2 separate regions of the Rattus norvegicus genome follow, and region 1 is linked to region 2. Evidence: chromatin contacts called from public Hi-C data. All regions are on one chromosome and are shown on one strand. Each heading gives the region's core, a stretch centred on a gene start, on an enhancer-like site or on the middle of the called end of the contact. The rest is flanking DNA. Distances are from core to core; before and after follow the strand shown. Region 1 holds the start of Ackr3 (atypical chemokine receptor 3). Region 2 overlaps Iqca1 (IQ motif containing with AAA domain 1).

What was found. Hi-C and Micro-C count contacts between places; a contact is called where the count stands out from the background.
Region 1: a contact with region 2 is called in a Hi-C map of the A7r5 cell line, with 5 times the contacts expected there. The contact joins the promoter of Ackr3 here to the enhancer-like site in region 2. A contact is called at or near these places in 10 of 12 Hi-C or Micro-C datasets (the A7r5 cell line, the Rat2 cell line, Schwann cells and 5 more) and 1 of 1 datasets of contacts at active chromatin or transcription factors (oligodendrocytes).

The regions. Positions count from the first base shown.
Region 1 is chr9:98,244,235-98,250,371 of GRCr8, forward strand. Ackr3 (atypical chemokine receptor 3) reads left to right here and starts at 3,120. Exons shown (of 2, transcript NM_053352.2): 1 at 3,120-3,181.
Region 2 is chr9:98,100,673-98,106,291 of GRCr8, forward strand. It overlaps Iqca1 (IQ motif containing with AAA domain 1), which reads right to left. Exons shown (of 19, transcript XM_017596905.3): 14 at 1,845-1,952. All of the region lies in intron 6 of LOC102554789 (a long non-coding RNA gene), which reads left to right. Among named protein-coding and RNA genes, the nearest start is that of Asb18, 60 kb to the left of the region's middle. Within about 2 kb of position 1,784, at least 5 of the 93 cell types and tissues checked have an H3K27ac peak or open chromatin away from gene starts, as enhancers often do. A contact at or near this core is called in the A7r5 cell line, where this site is marked.

The DNA.
Region 1 (6,137 bases), core at 1,870-4,369, 140 kb after region 2:
AAGGCAGCTAGCTATGGCCATGGGTCGTTTCTAAATATCACCCAGGTGTTGGTCAGCATCATTAGCATCAGATAACCAACTCTTAGATTTCTTAAAGAGTTCCAGGTCACGAGAGTTTAGACTCTTGCAGAGGTGGAAGGAGGAGAGTCAGCCTGTCTGAATCCCCCTTAGTTACTGCTCATGAGCACCTGCTCCTTGGATCCTGATTGGCACCCAGCAAGAATAGGTGGTCCCTTTAGTATAGATTGATGTCTGGCACTCATAGAGACATTCAAGTAGGGAGGGTTGACTGAAGAACCAGTTCCTAGATGGAGCCATCTGGACCATCCAGCCGGGATATCCTCTGTGGGTTAGGCACTGACTGACTTTACCTCTAAGGAAGGGATCTTAACTCCAGGTGGGAGGGGTGTGTACTGTCCAGCAGGAAGCATTCCTGTCCTGCCTGGCTACTGGAGGGTGACACCTCTTCCTGGGTTGTAGCACAAGGACATTGCAATGCTTTGTCTCCAGGCCAACGGCTAGAAGTCCTTCACACATATTCACAGTAACTCAACATTTCTATTCCGCTCTTCTCTGAAGGCTGGGAGCAGGACCCAGTCCTGGACCTTCAGGGGTGTGTTGAGTGGGTGGGTGGGATTCAGGCAGGAGGGGATGGCATGCTAACAGGAGAACAGCTCCAGAGGGGACGGCTGCTGGATGGGTCTAGCTTCAGAGTCTAGGTGTGTGGAAAGGGAAGTTGGGTGGAGCTGACTGGGAGATACCTGACCCTTCTCACTCAGGCCCCTAGGCCTGTAGCATCAAGGAATCCGTGTCCTGAATTTGTCTTCTCCTGTGTGGGTCACGAGGCAGGCTCCTGGCCAAAGGAGGGAGACATTACATAGGATTTTATGCTGTATCTCAGCCCAGTATACTTAACCTTACCAAGTAAATCTTTTCTGGAGCCCCTTGATAATTTTCTCCTCCCCCCACTCCCCCCCCCCCCCCGGCCGCAGCCGCTCTCTCAGTGGGGGAATTGGTTCTCTCTTTCCGACATTTGGGTCCTGGGGATGCAACTCAAGATCAAAACCATCAGGCCTGTCTCCTGGATTCTCTATCCCCGAACCACCTTGCCTACTCCTCACCCTCGTTTCTGAGAAAAGGTGAGGCTCCAGAATCTTAGAGGCAGGATGGTCCAGCAAGGGGCAAAACAATCAATGCTCAGGGAGGGTGCATACTTTATGCTTTTTAAAAAAAATTCCTTTGCATCTTCCTTTTTTGCAAGTGCATGGTCTAATTAATAAAGCTCTGCTGTAGCCAGCGCACTTCCCACAGGCAAGTCCAGTCCCCTGCGGTCGGCCTTGGTCTATGTATCGCGGTGAGAAGCAGAACGGTCCCGGTTGTGGACATCCTGGGATGGCCGCACGAGGGCAGGTCTCTGCTTTGCTCCAAGGCAGCTCTGGGCTCTGGACAAAGGCAGTCGGGAGCCTTCCGTGCGGAGGATTTGGCCCCAGGCCTGGGCGTGCTGCGATGCGCAGGCGCTTTGGCATCCCAAACGGGGCGGGTTGCTCTGAAGCAAATCCTGCGGGGCCTCCAGTGAATGAAAGCTAGAAGGCCTAGGACAGGATGGCCTGGCTGGGTCCCGAGACCCTTTTCTGACCCTGAGGCCTCAGAGGTCCCTTCCTGACGCTGTAGGACACTCCCTGTACATACAGACCCTCCCAGTTGACTCAGACCTCCCTCCGCTTGGGGCCACAGACCAGTCTTTGTAGCTGGAAGGACCGCCCGCCTCTAGCCAGACCCAGATCCACCCTTGAGACCACAGACTACACCTCCGGGCCACAGACCCCGCCCACGGGCCTCAGGACCTCTCCCCTGCAGTGAGGGTCACAGACACCCCAGGAGGCTTCATGACCCCCCACCCAGATCTCACACTGCTCCTTGCAGACGCGCACCCCTCCTACAGCCCGGAAAGCAGGTGTGCTCCTCAGGATCTGCCCCGCCAGGAGTAAAGTGCAAGGCTGTTTAAACAAACCACTTCTTTTGTTAAGGTTTTTCTCTAGACCGAAGCTCTCTAGCCTACGTGAGACTCTGACCCCCGAGTCCTCCGGTTCCCGTGTTCAACAGTCACTCCCAGGAAACTTAGAAAATAGACTGAGCAAGTGTTAGCGCAGGCAGGAAGGAGATTTTGCGTTTAGCCAGTGCCTTAACCCTGGGCGCTGTAACTTGCTCTTCAGAAGTCCGGGAGAGAGCAGAGTGACCGCCAGCTCTTGGAGGGTGGGGGCCACTTGGGGAGGCGTTGCAGTGACAGTTTTAAAAGTAAAAGATTGGGTCATTTTACTAAGTGAGGCATTGCAAGGGACACTTTTTACAGGGAATCTGAACAATGAGCATCTTGATTAGAATGTAGATTTTGATAAAGATGACGATAGCGAGAAAAGTCGGCTAAGCTCACCATGACGATAAAGGGCTGCTACTTCACCTGCGTCAAGACCTTTTCAGCGACTGGCATTGCTCAGCCCTGTAGAACGCGGTCTTACTAGGGACTCAAGGACTTTGTGTAAGAGTTCCTACAGAATCCAACCTAAAGGCACTTTCTGGGTGATGGCCGTACAGGGTGGATTAATCGTTCCCTGTCCAAAATGTGAGTTCTGTTCAGGAGGCATCGACAAAGAAAGAGTAAGCTTGACAAATCAACAGCGAAGTTCAAAAGTTCAGAGTAATTTGTCTTGGGAACAAAGTCTTCCCTGAAGCTACAGGCATTCAAAGGAACTCCTGGTACTCGTGGGATTATTAAAGCTATACCTGAGACAGGATCAATATTTGATCATTTTGGAAAGTACTAGGACTTCTTTTGGGTTTTCGTCTGAGGGCATTTCCCCCAATAGGATCTAGCCTTTGCAAAGGAAGGGGTTTGAGGGCTCCCAGGAATGTGCTTGTGCAGGAAACAACAACCTAGAGAGGGTTACGGGAGGGCGTGTACGCGTGTACAAGCCTGCGTGCCGGCGCTGTGGTGGGGGGGGGGGGGGGGGAGGAGGAGGAGATGAGGGTTGCAAAACTGCCACCTAGAGGCACTTTCCTGCAGTGTATATAAAAGGCAAGTCCGGAGCCCGGAGAGAACTCAGTTGCTACAAACTGCTCAGCACTGAAGGAGCCTGCAGCACTCAAAGCCAGGAAGGCAAATCACAGCCCAGGCAGCCGCGAGGTAAGAAAACCTTGCTTCTGGGACAGCTTTGCTGAGCAACCACGGCAAGGGGCAGGGCTCCTGTTCTTACCCGAACCCGACTTCTGAGAACTCTTAGATCCCTGAGCTGGGGGCTTCAGAGCCTGCAGGTCCGGTTTGGAGAGCTCAAAGCTGATTGCAGGCTGCGTTGCAAGCTACTGCTTCTGCTTTGGGGGATTCGAGTTCAGTCACTTGTGGAGGGAAATCTCCGTGCGTTTGTTTGCTACTGGACTCTGATTTGTTTCTGCCAGTACTTAAGTTCCAGGAGGCAGGGAAACTTTGCAGAGAACATGGAATGCCCCACGGAGCTTGCCCAAGGCTGACTTAGGGGTGAACTTGGTACCAATATTTGCCAGCCCCTACTTCTGGTTATCAGATTGGAAGTGCGTAGAACTAGCTGTAAAAACACAAACGTAACTTCCAGAAAGGCATACGATGTGTTCAGTGGTATCCTCCAGTGGTGCAGACAACTGGGCTGAGCCGTCTATGTCTAGGATGAGTTTAAACTCCGTGCTCTGGGGGTGGGGATGGATTAATTCACAGCTCCTGAATTCTGGAAGTTGTAAATTGAATGTTAGCTACTCTTCGTCTTATCTCTTCATGGTATCTTTGCTAGTCTAATTTTGAGTATTTATTGTTCTCCTAGAAAGTATTGTCCAACTTCAGCTGGGGTTAAAAAAAAAAGCAGGTACTAAAAAAAGTCTAGTATTTTATAATTTAAACCTGCTCTCCAAGTGAACTGTGAGTGTTGCTGACTTTGTTAGGGTGCATAAAGGTTCGCTGGGTGGCTGGGAGCGAGGACTGCCCTGAGGTCAGGGGATCCGTGGTTAGCCAAGACTCCTGGCTGCTAACTGCTAGGAGAATGAAGCACTGTGAAAGGCAGACTGGCTGTCTCTTCCCCTTTCTCTCTTTCTCTCTCTCTCTCTCTCTCTCTCTCTCTCTCTCTCTCTCTCTCTCTGTCTCTCCATTCATTTGCTCACAAACAAGATTAATTAATTGTTTCGAAGTGGAGTGGGAGCAAACATCCTTTTAAAGGTGTCTCGGGTCAGTGGGATCCCCAAGACCCCAGTCTGCATTGTACCAGTGTGGAAACTTTGTTTTTCTTTGAAGGAGCAGATGCTGGCTTTGTGGGTCTTTATTTAGTTCAGGAGAATGTGGAGCTCAAATGGATAGGACCAGAAAGGAGGAATGGGGGTGGTTCTGGGTTTTGTGCCTGGCTCGCTGCAGATTTTAAATGGATAAAGCCCCAGTCTTTCTCCCATCTGAATAGGAGCTTGCCCCAGATGGAATGAAAACTCCCGTTTCTACCCGGAGCTATGCAAAAGCTCCAGTTTGGAAACATTTTGCTCTAATTTTCCCCAGTCTGAGAGGTAAACACTGTGTGCTGCTCTCTGCTGAGCTCAGCCACTGCCTCCAGGAGGCAGCAGGGGCTGGAAGGAGCTGTCTGCGAGCCGAGGTGTAAAAGCTGGGGAAGTCTGCTGCTTGCTAGCTGCTTGTTGGGCGCCTCCGGTTTGTTTTTAAAGGGGCATGCACAGTGCAAACACACACACACACACACACACACACACACACACACACACACACACACACACACACACTTTAAGTTCCAGAAAGTTACACGGCAGCATGCTGTGCTCAACTGAGTCAGGGCTTGGGACGTGAGCTTAGCCAGTATTAATAGCGAATCCTTAGGGAGCTAAGAAGGTATTATGATTTCTAATCAGACCCAGAGCCAGCCAAGGGTAGGCTTTCTAGATGGGATAAAAAAAAAGAAGAAGAAAGAAAGACCATGAAACACCCTGGTTAGTCAGAACAGTGGCTTTTTGTGTGAGGCTTTGAGGTGGAGTTCTTTAATTTTCAAATCTACACAGGGAAGTTGGTTGAAGTTACTCAGAGCTGAGACCGAAGGGCCACTCCTTCATAAACTTTTAGAGTCACTGAGGGAGGAGGAGAGAGCCTCAGAAACTTCAGAACTTTTCTTTTTCTGAGATTTTGTAGCAAACAGAATGGAATTTGGGCCCCGAAGGCATTTGTACTTTTCAGTTAAGCAACCAGAGGTATTAAAATGTTTCTTGTTGCCTGTTAGGTTGGGTGCATGCCTGTGATTCCGGAACTCCAGAGGCTGAGGCAGGAAGATTGCTGTGAGTTCGAGGCCAGCTTGGGTTATGTTGCCTTCGTACCATGTCTCAGAATGAATAAACGATAAACAAACAAAGAGTCTGATAATTGAAATCTATGTGCTTAGATAAAATTGATAAACAGGTGTAGTAATGACTGTTTTCAAACTCCCCAGGTATTGGGACACCTATCTCCTGTTACAGTGGAAGCAAACAGCCTAGGAAAAAGCAGATGGGCCCAGGTGTCAGGCAAGGACATTTTCTGCGGGGATTAGGTAGCCAATGCCTTTCTTGTTAAAAATATACTGGCTTAGTCTTGTTTATAAAGGGAGATGATTAGCCTGTGCTCCCCCAAGCTTCGCTTTAAAAAAAAAAGTTTCTTATAAACACATCCCAGGGACTGTGGAATTTTACAGTGATGATTTTGCAAAGAACCAATAGGTTGGGAGTGGACAGTGTTTTGTTCTCCAGCCCCCAGCTGGGAGATATGGAGACCATCTCAGGTGGCCTTGAGCTGCTAGGGGTGGAGCCCTGAGCAGCATGGGAAAGCTGCAGTTGAAGGCTGTGCCCGCTAAATAGCTGGCATCTTCTAGTGTTTCTGTTGTCTCTGCTAGCCTGAAGGCTGGTGTATAAGAGGAACCTAAGCTTTCGTAGCATGGCTTGGGAACCCCGGACCTCCTATTGTCTTGCCCAGGTCCTAAGCTGGTGGGAATGCAGACTCGGGCTATATCCTGCCAGCTGGCAGCGTTTGTATGGTACAGGGACATCTAGATCTCTCCGCTAGATGTGGCTCTGCTCCCTTGGGCTGCAGAGCACAATGG
Region 2 (5,619 bases), core at 534-3,033:
GGCCAGGGCCAGGGCTGGGAGAGGTCTGGGAAGAGGTGTCAGGAGCTTAGGGCAGATGGGACCTCAGGGAGGATGTGCCAGATGCGAATGCAGGGTACCACTTTTCTAGGGAGATCACCGAGGCCACTCTGAGGGGAAGAGGGTGGTCCAGGGAAAGTCCTTGTGCTTGGGACCTAGCTAACCCAGGGATCCTCATTCTCATGGCATGGTCTAGGGGTTCGGGACACTACTAGCTTTGGGCATAGCATCTGTCTAAGATCTGGAGGGCTGTAGAGAAACAAGAGGCCTGATGTTCTGGGTCCTGACCCTACTTCTGTCTCTCCCTAACTTTACTGTCATCCAGAGATGTAGGGTTGTAGAGGGTACATGACCATAGGAAGAGACCTTCGGACAGTGATCCACATGTACTCAGGGACGCACTCTCCCTGTCTCCCCTGCCTCTTCCAGGACCTGATGGGAAAGTCCTGGACTTTCTCTTATACCCTGGGCATCAAGGAAGCCTCAGCCCTGGTCCTAGCAACCTAGGATGGGGCTCTGTTTCCCAACCAGGTGTGGAAACGAACCTGTGTGGGCTTCTGCCAGAGGCTGCCACTGAAGTGATCCAAACAATCATTGTCCCCTAAGGCTGTGCCTCATCCCTTTTCTGACAGGACGCCACTTTCCACATGAGGGTTCTCCTATGAATGTGTGTGTTGGGGAGCAAGGGGCAGCTTCAGGAACTGTTGGCAGATGCCAGCGTCTCCCCAGGTTGCATTCACGTGCAGGTGGGGGTGACACGTGAAGTTTACACACCTGGAGGCATACCTGTGCACGTGGCTCATCTGTCCTACTTGTGTCTGCATCCCCAACAGGTGACATAAAACTCTTTCAGGAGAGCCAGCTTTCCAGCTGACTCTGTGGCCAGGAGGGCCTGGCAGCTGCTGATGGGGGGTGTGTGGCGAGGGGTGAGGGTAGAGTGCGGTGGGAGAGTGGGTGGTGGTGTTCTCCATGCAGGGGTGGGGTCCTTTTGAGGCAGAACGGAAAACCATGGGTAGCAGGGATAGCCAGCCAAGGGACCCGCGTAGTGTACACTGAGCAGGAATAGTAGCTCCTTGCGTCTCCTGACTCCCATTATGTTACGATAAGGTGTGAGACTCAATGTATTTTATTAGGCTGGTCCTGCGAGCGTTACACATTGAGTTTGTTGACATTAAATCTTGTGCTCCAATATATTTGCGTGTGATGCAATGTGAAATATAGTGCCTGGACATTTATACTGCCCCCAAATCACATTCACGACTTCTGACGTAATGTCAGGAGAGGCCTTAGAGCTTTCCTGCCAACAGACATAAGTTCTTAAGTCAAAGCGGGAGAGAGTTATCGAAGCAGGCGAAACAAGCTGTAATTTCTAGCTTCAGAGCGGCAAGCAGAGCACTGCCTCTTGTTGGGCTGCCCTCCTGCAGCCACCACCAAACAGAGGGAAGGGAGGGGCTTCGTGCCTCCTGCATCCCTAGGCACAGCCTAGAGCTGTGTCTGAAGGACCGTGATGGAGGGACCGTGGGGGAGATCAGGACCCAGCCACAGAAGGTAGTGTGTGAAGGAAGGCACGCAGCCACCTTAGCTTTCTCAGCTCATTGACTTCAGAGGCCATCTCTCCAGCTGGTTGCTGTAATGTGAGCTAGACCTGGAGATGGCACAGAAGCTCTCTTCCCAGCCTGCCCTTCTCTGCTGGGCCTGTACGGAAGTGAGACAAGGCTTCCCATCCTCAGCTGGGAAGGTGAAAAGCACTTTTGGTGCCAAACAGGAAATACCATCAAAGCCAGAGGGAGGCTGCTGTCCGAGCTTGTGGGAACGCCAGTCCTTACCCAGAGGCAAGATTCCATACAGGGTGATGAGCTGTCTGACGTCCAGGAGGGATGGCATGGGCTCTATGGCAACCTGACGCAGAGTCGTCCCCAGGTAGCTGTACTCACCTAGGGAGGAAGGAAACATGGATGAGTGGATGGGAGACCGTGGTGGTCTGAAAAATGAAAGGCCAGAGAATGCAAACACTACAGGGGAGAGCTACCATTGGTGGGTGTGTCTGTTCTACTCATATTTAACTGTGAACCTGACACAGCCTAGAGTCATTGCAGAGGAACGCCTTGATCAAGGATTGACCTGTTATGACAGTTGGTGTAGGAAGGCTTGGCCCATGGTGGGCGGCGCCATCCCTTGGCAGGTGGTCCTGGCTGTGTAAGAAAGCTAGCCAAGCATGGGTGAGCGAGTGAGCAAAAGCCAGAACAGAGAGCCAGGGAGCAGTGGTTCTTGCTTTGGTTTCCTGCCCTGACTCCGGTCAATGATGAATTGTGACCTGGATGCATAAATCAAATGATCGCTTTCTTCCCCAAGTTGCCTTTGGTCAGAGAGGTGTTTTTTGTCTGTTTGTTTGTTCTTTAAAATCACTGCCACAGAAAGAACCCAGGGCATCTTTTCTTAGAGAAGGTTTGAAGAAAAACCAGGCAAGAAAGCACGGCTATACCAGTTGTGATAAAAGGCAAATTACATGAACTGTTACAATCATCTCCTATGGGGGGAAAATACTGTCTGCCTCGCATGTTCCAGGGGCCTTGGCCTTGTCACTCAGAATCACTTAAAGAGAAAAAGAAAAAAAAATAACCATTGGGCTGTGTGAAGTGAGATGAAGTTCTGAGTGACGTACAAAGAAACTAAAATATTGCAGTTTTTTTTTTCAGACTCTAAAAGATTCCGTCTAACATTGGTGGAAAGTTCCACCATAAATTATTTAAGGTCCATGTGGAATGTGTGCCTGAGCAGTGCAGTGTGAAAGGAAGGGTCTGAGTCTAATTTAGGACAAATAGAAACAGCTCCTGTTGAGGGTAATATTAATTTACATTTTTATCATTTTTAAAGGGTTACCAAAGGAATAATATAGAGATAAATCTCTACAGGTTTAATTAAAGATATCAAAGGGCTTAATTGTAACTAGCCATAAATCTGAAGTGTTATTTTCTAACTCATTTAGATAAGGTCACCAAGAAAATTAGTTTGGCTGTCTCCATTTGTCACAAGGATGGACCTTTATGCACCACGATGACTCCCGTGATCTGTTTCTGAATGCACAGTGAAGATATTCCCAGACGGAGGAGGCAGGGTGTCTGATTGTCCCCTTTCCTACTTCAGGTGCTCACTGACCCTGTGTGTGCACGCGTGTGCGTGTGTGTGTGTGTGTGTGTGTGCGTGTGTGTGTGTGTGCGTGTGTGTGTGTGTGTGATGCAAAGAGCACATTCCTGTGTGTGAAGTGCTGTAGACGCCCAGTGCTTAGAGCATTTCCAAACGTGAGGAAAATTAGAGCTGAAACCGAGAGACTGGCCGCTGTCTTGTGCAGGGCTGCCTTCCAAATTCTCAGCATTAAAAAAAGAAGCCCTTGGCAAGGACGACTGTATTGGTTGGCGGAATGAGTGATGGTGGACACTTGCATTACGGACCCGGAGACTCCTGCATTTTAACGAGCAGGTAATAAATAGCAGAATGGTTAATTTAGCCTCCACCAGAAGGGAAAGAGACCCTGTAGCAACCGTTAAATCTAGTGCTCACTGCCAGTAAACACAGCATTAGGGGGGCAGTGGAAGCAACCTCAATTTTCTTGCTTGTGTAAATCCATATTAATATCTAGGCAAACCATATTTTCTGGAACCTAGCAGATTTTATTTAAACAAATTATATTAAATTAAATTAGTGGGTGTTGGTTCTGATAGAGAGAAGGATCCAACTAGCCCGGGCTGTTTGCCAAGTTAGGAGCCTCTCACTCTGAAAGCACGTCTCTGTGTTTTATGGCTGCTCAGAGTGGGAGCTATTGTCTCTTCCCATCTACAAAGTCAGGGTACAGAAAGTTCTGGATCCTCTGTACCAGCACCAGATCTTCTGGACAGGAGAGGAAAGATAAAAGCAGGAGAGAGGGCCTTTGAGACAAAGGGTGTGATGAAGGGTTAGGAAATGCACAGCAATCGAAAGAAGAGAAGCAGGGTGTGCACAGAGGGCTGCACTCAGCTCTGGTACGTGTGCGCTGGCGTCCTCAAGCCCTGTTCTCACCCTGTGATTTCACGCAGAAGGAAGATCTGTGAAGATGCTTTTGGACAATGGGTCCACCTGGGGTCTGAAAATTATCAGGATTCCTGTCCCTATAGGAACGGGAAAATTGGATACACAGAAAGACACACCTGGAGGGAGGATAGGCCTGAAGATGAGGGTGCAGATTGGGTGAAGCTTCCACACATCAAATGATACCAGGAGGGCAGTGAGCGCCAGAAGCAGAGGAGACATGGCCGAGTGCTTTCCTTGAAGTGTCAGAAGGAACCTGCCCAGTCACATCTCAACCTTGGACTTCCGGTCTGCAGAGCAGAGAGCCGGCCCATTTCTACTATTTAAGCTACTAGGCTTGGTGTCCCTGTTAAGACAGCGGTAGCACACAGGGATGGAGTGAGAAAAAGAAAGAGAAGCATCTCTGAAGAGCACAGTTGAAAGCCACCAGAAACACAAAGGATCCTGGAGATCCAAACGAGAACAGCAACAGTGTTTCCATTCTATTCAGTGTAGCTATAAGAAAGGAACAGAGAAGGAAGCAGTTTATCAAAATACCTGTGGGGTGTGTGTGTGTGTGTGTGTGTGTGTGTGTGTGTGAGAGAGAGAGAGAGAGAGAGAGAGAGAGAGAGAGAGAGAGAGAGAGAGAGAGGGAATATGGGCATGCTCGCATTTGGAGGCCAGAGGTCAATCTCTGCTATTCCTCAAAGCTGTCTGCCTTGGTTATGAGACAGGGTCTCTCACTGGGCTGGAGTGCAGTAGACTTATTGTTCTGTCTCTGCTTTCCCAACACTAGGAGGCATCACCACACCTGGCTTGTTTTCCACAAGCTCCGGGGATAGAACGAAGATCCTCATCTTTGCACAGTAAGCGTTTTTTACTGACTGACCCATCCCCACAGCTGGTAATCTAGCTTCTTAAAGAAATCCTTCAGGGACAGGGCGAGGGCAGACAGCAGGATCTAAGAACACAAACAGGGCTCCTTGGCACACCACAGACATCGGCTATCTAGCCCCTGCCGCTTAGTGCTCACCACACATGGTGGGGACAGCTTGTAGCATGGCGCTCTGTGGACAAACTGACTGTTACACAGCTGCAGAATTAAAACCCAGCCTTAAGGACATATGGTGGAAATTTCTGGAAATGTCGAAGAACTGCCTTTGCCTTTGGTGCGAGCTCCTCAGTTTCCAAAGAGTACAAATATCAAGTGATCCAAGAGACATACATCTCCAGGTGAACTCTGTTGCAAGATCACGCCTGCGCACAACGCCAGTATGCGCCAAAGCTTCTAGGACTGGGGTTTTGGAAGCTTCTGGCTTTAGCAGAGGCAGTGAGCACCATGAAGAATGGGACCGGCTTTAAGAAAGCTTTGCTCCACTTCTCACCATGCACAGCAGCTGCTGAGCCGTGGTGTGCCAAGTCCACTCGGGAGCGTCTTGAGTTGTTTGTAGGTAACTGGGTCTCTTGGTGCTCTGAGTAGGTATGGGGTAGAAGGGGGATGGGGAGTGTAGGGTACCCTAAAGGCAACAGCCCTTCTCATGGTGACACTCCACGCTCACC